Regions from separate parts of the Mus musculus genome. Here region 1 is linked to region 2. A link is a contact called in public promoter capture Hi-C data. All regions are on one chromosome and are shown on one strand. Each heading gives the region's core, a stretch centred on a gene start, on an enhancer-like site or on the middle of the called end of the contact. The rest is flanking DNA. Distances are from core to core; before and after follow the strand shown.

Evidence for each region. Capture Hi-C pulls out chosen DNA fragments and counts their contacts.
Region 1: a contact with region 2 is called in a promoter capture Hi-C map of adipose tissue. The contact joins the promoter of Hacd1 here to the promoter of Pter in region 2. A contact is called at or near these places in 1 of 115 datasets of contacts at active chromatin or transcription factors (astrocytes) and 2 of 9 other capture datasets (adipose tissue and liver).

The regions. Positions count from the first base shown.
Region 1 is chr2:14,053,291-14,058,462 of GRCm38.p6, forward strand. It overlaps Hacd1 (3-hydroxyacyl-CoA dehydratase 1), which reads right to left and starts at 2,745. Exons shown (of 7, transcript NM_013935.3): 1 at 2,441-2,745. The coding sequence starts at 2,577.
Region 2 is chr2:12,920,045-12,925,360 of GRCm38.p6, forward strand. It overlaps Pter (phosphotriesterase related), which reads left to right and starts at 3,997. Exons shown (of 6, transcript NM_001305437.1): 1 at 3,997-4,154.

The DNA of each region.
Region 1 (5,172 bases), core at 1,495-3,994, 1.1 Mb after region 2:
CCATAGGGCCTGACTTAATCAATAATTGTACATTTCTTCTATACAGTCTTACATAACAATAAAAAGTATAATTTGAAAATTAGAATGTCGTAATTGAGTATCAAGCGGAAACAGGGCCTTATACAACAGACATTCATCACCAATGTTCTATAAGATATTCATCACCCATTCACTCATTCATTCATTCAATAAGTATTTATTACTTCCTGGAACTTACAATGAAGAATTAGTACAATCATGGTATGGTTGAGTGACAACAAGTGGGACGGAAAAAAATCAAAGAGTCAGGGTGTGCTAGTACATCACAGAAGGTGCCTGGGCATAAACCTGAAGGGTAAATAAGAAAATATGAAAGCTTATCTATGGGGGCTCATAGAACTACTGGGTAATCTGCCTTGATAAACAGTGGTCCCTCTCAGTAAAAAGACAGACACACTTAGAATAAGCACTGGCTTGCAGAAAGGAGGGCACAGCAGGACTAAAGTGTGAGGACACAAAGCCCCTCTAGGCAGGGGAGCCTAGAAAAGTTCAAAGGTACTGCTGCAGCCACAAGAAAAGGATGACATCACAGAAAGAGGGAACAGCAAAGACAAAGAGAACTGTAAAACGCATCCTGAAAAACAGAGTCAGGGGGTTTCAAAGGCAAGAACACTGGAAAGGTAAACTGGGTAGTACGGGAATCTGTGAAAATGGTTGTCGATGAGCACATCCCAAGTTCCTTAGGATGGGAGCCGGCCACCCGGGGATTATTTTAACTTTCTCAATCAAGATCTTAAACTGGGATTGTGCAGCAAGTTTTCATTTTTGAAACAATAACGTGGTCTTAAAAATGGAAAGCAGACTGGACAGGGAAGGGCCAGCCAATCAACTAACATAAGGTGAGTATTCCAAAAACGTTTACTCACTTGGTGAGCAAGTCTCAGAGGAAACCGGCCGCTCCCAGACCCTGCTGCATTTTGAGGCAACAGAGTATGGTGGGCATTGAACCATCTGCCAGTTGTTCTAAGGCTGTTTGCTTTTCTGAACTTTCAAAGGTCTGGAATTCAGGGCAGCAAGAAGATGAGGTTGCACAACTCTGGAGTGAGTCTCAGAGGAAATCCATGCCTGACACTTTCTGGTTGTGATCTCCAGCCAGTGACTTGGGGGTCTCTCCATACCTCACTCTAAAATATTATTCTGTACCCCTCACAGGATTGCAGAAAACTAAAAATTAGAAGACAGCCAAAGGAACCAGCACAGTCCCTGGCACACAGTAACCCCCAATAAATACATATCTACGAACTAATTATATTTGATGTTCAGTAGTATAATATATACTAGATGATCGACAGGAACATTTGTTAAATAGAATCACATTTTTTTACACGTTCACATTTTTTCTATAAGCTTCAGAGACTTTTAAATACTAAAGGTTTCTTCACAATCCTCTAACTTAAAACGTGAGAAGATATTGAGAAAGTAACTCTTTCTAAAGGCAAGACAGCAAAGGACATTTTCATAATGGGTTTCGGTCACAGTAGACCCATAAGTCATTTGATAGCCCTTTGATCCTAACTTCCTACTCACACTAGGTCTGGGGGGAGGCCAGAGATGGGGAGTAGGGTGGGTAGTCGGTAATCTGGAAAGGACAAGGCCAGAAAGATGCTGATTATCTGCCCTGTTCCAGATGTTTCAAACAAAGTCCCAAGTGGGCATTTCTAAGTGCCATGCTTAAAACAAAAACAGTAGGTGAAGAAAAAACAGTAGGTGAAGACACTGCCCAGCAATCCACAGCACCAGGAACCACACGGCCAGGGTCCGGTGCCCACAGCCAGCGGACAGCTCCCGGCTCGGGTGAATAGACCGGGCCGTTTCTTCAACAGCAGGCGGAGGCGGCCGAGCCGCAGTCGCCTGCCCCGTGGGTCGGCCCCACATTCCTGCCCGGGTCTATACTTAACCTCCGGCCCGCGCCCCGTGCCGCCGCGCCACACCGTGCACCGTATTAGGCAATGCCCAGCGAGCGGCGGCTGGCCGCCCCGCCCCGCCCCGCTCCATTCAACCCCGCTACGCCCCTCCCCCACTGCGCCGCGCGCCCCCGCCGCGCCGCGACCACCTAGGGCCCAGCACGCGCGCTCTTGCTCTCTGCGCCCCGGCCACTCTCCCAGAGTGCTCCGATCGCAAGTGGCCGGGCACACGCGCTGTCCCGCTCCATGTGCGCCTACGGGGCCGCGACCCCCAGTTGGCCGACACGCGCGCTCTCGCTCCAAAAGCCCCCGCCACCGTCGCGCGCCTCCGCCTAGACCCCTGACAGTTCCCCCGTGCGCTTCCGTTCCATCCCCGTGCGCGCGCCCTCGACCCCCAGCAGCCCCGCGAGAGCGCGCTCCCCGCGTCCCCGAGCCCGGATCGCTGAGGGACCGCACTGGTGCTTGCGGAGCGTGGAAGGACCTTCGCGCGCACGTACCCGGCCGTCATGGCGATATTGTAGAAGGTGAGCCAGGCGGTGGCCAGTAAGCCTAGGCGTCTCCGCTTGCCGGCGGCTTCCTTCTCGTCGCTGGCCTCGGAGGCGCCGTTGGTGCCGTCCTCCTCACTGGACGCCATGGTGACCGCGCACGCGGACCCGGAGGAGCAGCGCACAGGAGCGGGAGGGGCCGGCTGAGCGCGCCACTGAAGTGCCGCTGCCCGCGGCCGCCGCCTCGGTCCAGCGCTCCATGTGCGACGCGCGGGGGGTCGGCGCCGCCTGCCCGGCCTCCCGCGAGGGGGAGGAGCGCGCCCCCGGCCGCGCGCCCCGCCCCGGCGCCGCCTCTCGGGAGCGCGCGCTCAGGGCCCTAGCCCCGGGGTGGGCCAGCCGGGGTCATGGCTTCCAGGCAGTGTCACGCGGCGCGCTCCCGCGGGAGAGCTGTCCGCACTGGCTGCGACCTCTTCCTAGAGAGACGCGAGCGACGTGCGCCCTGGCAGTGGGTGCCCCGCTGGAGAGCCTTGTCCAGATAGAGCGAGTGCACCCGAGGTGGCAGGGGTTTTGCCCCGAGAGCAGGGTCTCCCTACCAAATGCTCGCTCTCCCGAGTTTCTGGAGAAGCAACTCCGGCCTAGCCTTGCCCCATGCCTTTCATTACTGGGTCAGACGGATGTCATGGGTTCTAGAGATCTGTTCTAAAGGAAGCTGGGAGAAAGGACGTAGGCAAAGAGGGATAGGTGTTAGGATACTGACAGGAAATCCAGCCATGGTGTTAACAAGTTTCCTGTCCTGCTGGGAAGAAGTGCCCAATGGCTCTCCACATTTAATCTCCCCTTTTTCTCTCTTCTTCTCAAGAACCATTCTGGTAATAGCCCCCTTTCCTTTCCCTTTATAGAGTGTGGCTAAGCAAGCAGCCTAGAGTCAGTTTACTGAAATTCAACCCCCAAATTCCTGACTCCACCAGTCTGGGAATTTAGAAGTTTGTGTATGCCTACATTTCTGCAAAAGAAAATAAAATGGTAAACCTCATAGAGAGATAGGGTTAAGGAAATGATCCATCAAAATCAAGTACTGACTTGATACTGTTTGTCAACTGAAGTATGCATATTAGTACTTTTCAGGCATCTTGCTTATAATGAGAGAAAGACATTTTGCAAAGGGCAACACTGTCAGAGGGGAGAAATGACTATAGGTTTGTCCATGAACTCCCCTGGGTGTGCACATTGTTGTGGATGTGAAATGGGAGGATTACCCGTCCAGTTTCAGAAATGTCAGGGGAAGTGGGGTTAAGTAAAACCTTCCAAGTGGAAAGTGTACTAGGGATAAATTTACTAAAGCAGGTGCCGGCCCTGTACACTGAACATTAAATCACTGCCATATGACACAACAGGCCTCTAAATCTCAAAATGTTACAATGTCAGTTCTCTCCAGATGCCAGCAGGTTTTATTTGAAAAGCTAAAACCTACAGATCCATGAACATGTATAGGAAGAACTAGGAGCATGTGCATAGCCTATTTATTATAAACCTCACTATGAAACTACAATGGTCAACCTAGAATAGTAAGCAGAAGGGAATTGTGGACCAATGTGACTGCAGAGTTCAAATACACCATAACCTGAAGCAATTCAGTGTGGGAATTTTAATCTTTTCAATGAGTGGAGCAACTGGACAACCACAGAAAAAATGAATCTTACATCATGGCTATGTGCTAACTTCAAGGTGATCATAGAATTAAACACAGAAGCAAGCATATGAAACAAGAAGAAAACAGAATCTCTGATGTTAGGAAAAAAGGCAAAGACTTCTTAGGTACAACTATCATAAAGAAAGGAAGGAAGGAGGGAAGGAAAGAGGAAAGGAAAGAAGACTTAAAATTTTACATTAAAATGTAAAAATCTATTCCAAAAACAATTTTAAAAGTGAATATTCACCATACATTCAAGTAACAAGAGTATATGATGAGTCTTTATAATTCGATAGGACAGGGGCTAGGAAGAGAGCTCAGCAGTTTAAAGTGCCTGCTGCTCTTCCAGAGGACCCGAGTTTGGCTCCTAGGACCCGGGTCAGTGGTTTCACAGCCCTGAAACTCCAGTTCCTGAGTATCTAATCCACTTTCCTGGCCTCCTCGGGAACCCACACACGGCATACACACAGAAAGACACACCACACACAAGTAAAATAAAGTATGTTTAATTCAATAAAGGAGTCTGCTTTTGTTTGTCTGTTTTTAGCAAATAAGAGAATGTAGAGCACACGGGAAGGAAGAACTCATCAGTGCCACGCTCGTAGCTGCTGGCTTCACTAGGAGTAGGGAAATTTTGAATTAAAGTGGCTAACATTTCAAAGGGCTGGCAAGGGTGTGTAGCAACTGGCCTTCTTCACGGGGCTAAAGAGAACACTGCTTTGGAAAACAATTTATCAATTTATTTAAAAGATCAACACGTTTAGTTGTCATATGGCTGAGCAATTTCCTCCTTTGTATTTAACCAAGGTAAACAAAAACATATGCCCACACAATGAATTAGACACGGGTATTCATAACAGTTTAGTCATAGTAGCCCTAAACTAAAAATAACCCACATGTCCATTAACACATGTATGAGTAGACAAATGGTAGTGTACTCGTTTAGTACGATATTACTCAGCAGAATAAGAAGATGAGCAGCCAGCCAGTCAACAAAAATGAATCTCATAAAGGTTTTGCTGAGCTAAAGAGGCCAAACAACATATGTAATGTA
Region 2 (5,316 bases), core at 2,747-5,246:
GAATTATGTGGTAACATTGCTTCCTTTCTTTCTTTTCTTAAGGAACTTTTTCACAAGAGGGTGTGGTTTGGTTTTCCAAGGCAGCCCTGGCTTACCTCAAAATCACTTGTGATTCTCTCTGCCTTGGCCTTTTGGGTGCTGGGATTAGAGGCATGATTGATGTTCCTGGCTGTGCCAAAATATCTTTTAATACAAACTGGCCAATGATCCCTAAGAAAGATTGTCTAATTACCTACAGACATTCTACTCAGTAAAAGTTTCACTCAACTGGAAGATTATGTGTTTTCAACTTAATTTTAATACCCAAAATGATTTTTAATTTATTTTTCCATTATTTCATTGTTATGATGATTATTATTTGAAGTACTGGTGATTGAATTCAGGATCCTGAACACACAAGCCTTACTTCATTATTGAACAGGAAGATAAAAATACATTAAATACTTACTCTGGGGAAGATTATATGATGAATAGAAATTGAACATAAAAATTACATGCTGAGCGTTTGGTTCTGCTCCTTTTATGCATTGGTCGCCACTACGTTTCCTAGAAATGATAGGAATGGTTCACGAGGTTCACTACACTATGATCAAAGTTGAAACTAAGAACATCTCAAGCTGCCATAGACGATAATGCCTAATTAACAACTATGCTCTACAGTGGCAGCATTTACAGCAGATGCGCTTTACCTCGTCTGTGCTCCCCATCTCGTCTCCTGATGCTTTTCTGGATTACTCTAGGTTTTGTCTTCCTGAGTGTTTCTAGAAACTGTGTACATAATTAAAACAATTCACCCGGATTATGAAAAACCTGAGTATTTCTTGCATGTTAACCCAGACAGCAAGGGGCTATGAAGGTCTGGGTTTGATCTCATCCTCTCTCTGCCAATTTAGCATGGCTGAGTACAGGCACGGTTGAAAGTCAAAGACCCAGTGAAAGTGGAAAGCAAACACTGTAGAAATGAGAATGCGTTTGAACTGAATCCTTAACTGTGAGGGTGATTTAAAAACCTTTGGTTCCTTAATGATGTGAGTTTTTAAACTTCAGTATTTCATCATGGGCATTGTTACCCCAGGATTCAAACATATGTCCAAGGGAAGTTTCCCCAGAAAGAAAGACTAAACACTGAAGAGGAGCCCAAGCTGATGTTAGGTTACCATTGAGAGTTAAACAGCACAGCATTTCACGGCTGTTATTCTTGTTTCATTATATACAAAGCTAATAGATTCTGAGGTCAGCAAAAGGGTTTGGTTTTTTTTTTTTTATTTTATATTTTTAAACAGATGCAGGATATCTGCTGTGACATAGCATATTCTACATGTGACAGGGAAGTTGTGCCCACCCATAAAATGTCAACAGCGTGGCTGCCTAAACAAGGCTCAATAATGACAATACCAAGTGACATGCCCACATGAGTGTGAGAAATCTCACATGGTCTTACTCATAGATGAAGTGTTAAAATGAATGACTATTGAGAGAGGAAGAACCAATCTTTTCCAGGAAAGAGCTCCCAAACAACTGGTGCAACCCAAGTGGTCTACACACATATAACATATGAGTGTAACATATAACATATGAGTGAAACTAAGCTAACTCAGCAGATTATACTTATAATGTATGTGGATATATGAAAATAATCATCAAAAATTCAGAAGCCGTGTATTTGAGAAGGAAATGAGAGTAGTACATGGGAGAAGTTGTAGGGAGAACAAGACAGGGGAAATAATGCCAATATAATACTTATATATGAAATCACAGTAAATAAATATCTTATTATTTTTATATATATGTGTGTCTGTGTATGGGTCTGTACGTGTCAGTAAAGGTGCCTAAGGAAGTCAGAGAATGATGTTGGAGCCTCTGGAACTGGAGTTACATGAAGCTGTGAGATGCCCAGCCTGGGTTCTGGAAACTGAACTGGGGTCCTCTATAAGAGTAAGAGATGAGCATCTCTCCAGCCACTATTTAATTTATTTTTAAACTTCGACGTTATTCGTTATTCAACTTGCAGCAGCATACAAATAACATACAATATACATCAAGACAACAATATACAGTTAGACCCAACATGCTAGAGTGTTTCACAGTTGTCTATGGTCGCACTTTACTGAGGGGAGGGGTGTTTAAATATAAATAAATGGTTTACATATTAATTTGCGATTTCATGATTCCCTTAATGATAATGAAAGCTTATGGTCATTCTCCTTTCCTGCGATCTTTTTAAGGTGTAAAATGCCACAGAAGAAAGAGTCCGCATGTGAAATCTGAATGCTGCTCGGTGGGTTTAATGTGGGCGGTAGAGAACTTTATCATTTCCCTAAAGGAAAAAAACTGAAGTCCGTTTTTAACATGAACCTTGTGCATAATTTCATCCCTGGGAGAGTGGACTGCTAAAATACAGAACATAATAAGTAATGGACTCTTAGGCCTCTCCGTAACAACCATTGCCAGGCACACTTTTATACGGCTTCATGGTTACCGTGTGAGCAATGAACAGTGGTAGCCAGCCCTGAAATCACGCCAGAAGCCTCCCTCGACCCATCTATTCATTATATCATCCCAGTGTGAGCCCCACTCATGGGAACAATATTCAAGTCTCCCAGGACGCAAAGGCAAGACTTACTCATGGGAGGGCATTCTGCTCTTCCTAACTTCCACATTTATTCTCCCCCTCTCTTAGTTTGAGACCCTATGTTTATTCTAGGATTTACCTAGCTAAATTTTTCTCAATATCTGCCCCTTACTAACCCCCTTATCAAGGGCTTCTCCTACTGTAGCATTGCTTAAAAAGAGAAGTAATCGAGGAAAGAAAGAGAAGGGAACTGTGTAACTTTCCTTCTTTCTTTCCTTCTGACTTAAATAAAAGTATTTTCTGCCTTCCAATCAAAGCTCCCTAAGAAGATATGGTACCATGGTTGATATAAACTAAACTGCAGTTTAGTCCTGGCCTAGAACTTGAAGAGCCTTCTCTAAGTCTGTTTCCTTGTCTGTAATCAGAGAAAAACTGCCTGCAGACTGGCTTCGCAGATAAAGGTGATTTGCCCATCTGAATTCCATCCCAGAACCCATATAGTGAAAGAAATTCCGAGGAAAACCGTTTTCACCTACACACAATACAATGTAACAACCTTTAAACAAGTAAAACTCTATTTTTAAACGTTAAGCAGAAACAGGTTGGTTTCCAAGTGTAACAGAACTGCCTTCATAAGCCATTGATTCTTAGCTCTAAACCTGTCTTCCTTAGAAATGACTGCTCTAAGTTCTTCCTCTTCCTCGGATTTCAGATTAAAATGAAATGGGAGTTCAATGCAGACAGGTAAGACTTTGTATGGTGACAGCGGCTCCTAAGACCATGATTTGCAGACTAGTGCATATTGACTGAGCTTGGTTCAGTGATGCCAAGTAGTAGGGCTGCTTCATGTGGTCTAGTACAGCACTCAAGTTTTAAATGCAGCAAGCAGGTCCAGGAAAACGAAAAAAAAAAACCAAAACAAAACAATCAACAAAAGAGAGAAAGCCAGAATTCCCTGTGTTAATCATAGGGATACAAAACGCAGCATGACATCAAATTGGCAGTGCTTGTCTTGGAGGACACAGGAAAAAAAAATTACTCAAGGAGTCTGTAATTGAGACCTGGGCAAAATCCAGTAGCTTACTTTCTCCTTGGGGATTTCACATCAGCTGAGCCAAAGAGAAATGGGATAATTAGGATGTAGACTGGGTGGGCTCTTAACTCAGCCTCTGAGAGCAGTTTAGCTGCAAACTTCAGGCTTGCTCCTGAGTAGGGCCTCCAGCTGGTGGGAGTTCAGCCTGGACTTAAAATCCTCCCTGTCAGAGCAGAAACCTAATGGGCGGGGTTTCAGAGCTGGCGCGGGCTCACAGGGAGTGGTTTTAAATCTGAGTGGGAGTGACTTAGGGTCAGTGGGCGGGGAAAAGGCTAGTGGACATGCAAAGTGGGAGGATCGGAGGGAGGGGACGGCGGCAGGGTGAGGCGATGATGCGGTGGGGGTGGGGGTGGAAGAGAGAGACAACTTCCCAAAGGGAGGGGAAGCCGACCTAGCTCAAGTCAAGTTCCCAGGGGGAGAAGGCGGCGCACAGCGCGGAATGAAGGAAGCCCCGGAGCTGGTTAAGTAGCTGTGGACCTGGTAGGAAAGGTGAGGACTTAGGCCTGGAACTCAGGGCTTGTCCTGCAAGCAGCCACGTGGAGCGGCACCCTGGGAAAGGGGAAGCGGCCCTGCCACCTTTCTCTGGAGGTCCCGGAGTTGCAAAGACCATGGGGCCTGGCTTCAGGAGCCTTGGAGAACTGACTTGGGCTCAGAGGGCGCTGACCTTCCCCCAACCTCAGGTCTCCCAAAGTCTGATTTGAAAGCTCGAGGCCCTGAGCAGGTCCCGTGCTGTACTTGCTCGGTTCTGTCTGACTGCTGAACTCTAGGGACCTGTTGCAGTAGCTTTGCTCTCCCTACATGGGCTGAAATGGAAGGTGGAGGCATCTGTTCCCTGCTCCGGTTTCTTTAACAAACTTCAACAGCAGAATCCACTTTCTCCTGGATTGTTTACCTTCTTGTAGCTGTATTGCAACACTTAAATGTGACTCCTTAGATATCTGAGCAAAGTTTATACGCCCTGATTCTGAGTGGTGGCTGTAAAGATGCCTTAGATATAGTGATACCTGCCAGGGCAGACATCTTCAAATCTCCTCCGACATGGAGTGACTAACAAGCGTTTACTTTTTGTACTCAAGGATACTGCTTTCGTTGCGACAAAGAAAGAATGAGTGGTCCCGGGGACTAGACAACCACTTGGACCATTCCATTTTAGTTTACATAGACAGAAGGGATGGATGGATGTCCAACAGTATCCTTGAGGCCTGGTGCCATTCTATAAATAATGAATTCACGCCAAAAAAAAAAAAAAAAGAAAGAAAAGAAAAAGGAAAGGGAAGAAGAGAGGAGACAAGGAGGGAGAGGGGGAAAGAGAGAGAGAAAGAGAGAGAATCGCAGTGCGCACCGAAAAGAAAAAGATCAGACTATTTCTGACTATCAATCAGTCAGATGACAATTTTCAAAAGGATAATTTGAACACCAGATTCTGCTAGTGTGTCTTTATGAAATTATGATTTTATTTATGGAGGCTGGATGTTACTTTAAAATTATCAAAGTAACTGAAACATAGTATATGTAGTTTTGGAGTCAAAGAGGAAACAGATTTTATTTCTGTTCCTGGTTCCTGAATCCTAGGGATGTCCAAGTACTTATTTTTTGAAATTTACCTAAACTCTAAAGTCTAATTAATTACACAGCCTTGCCAGATAGCTTC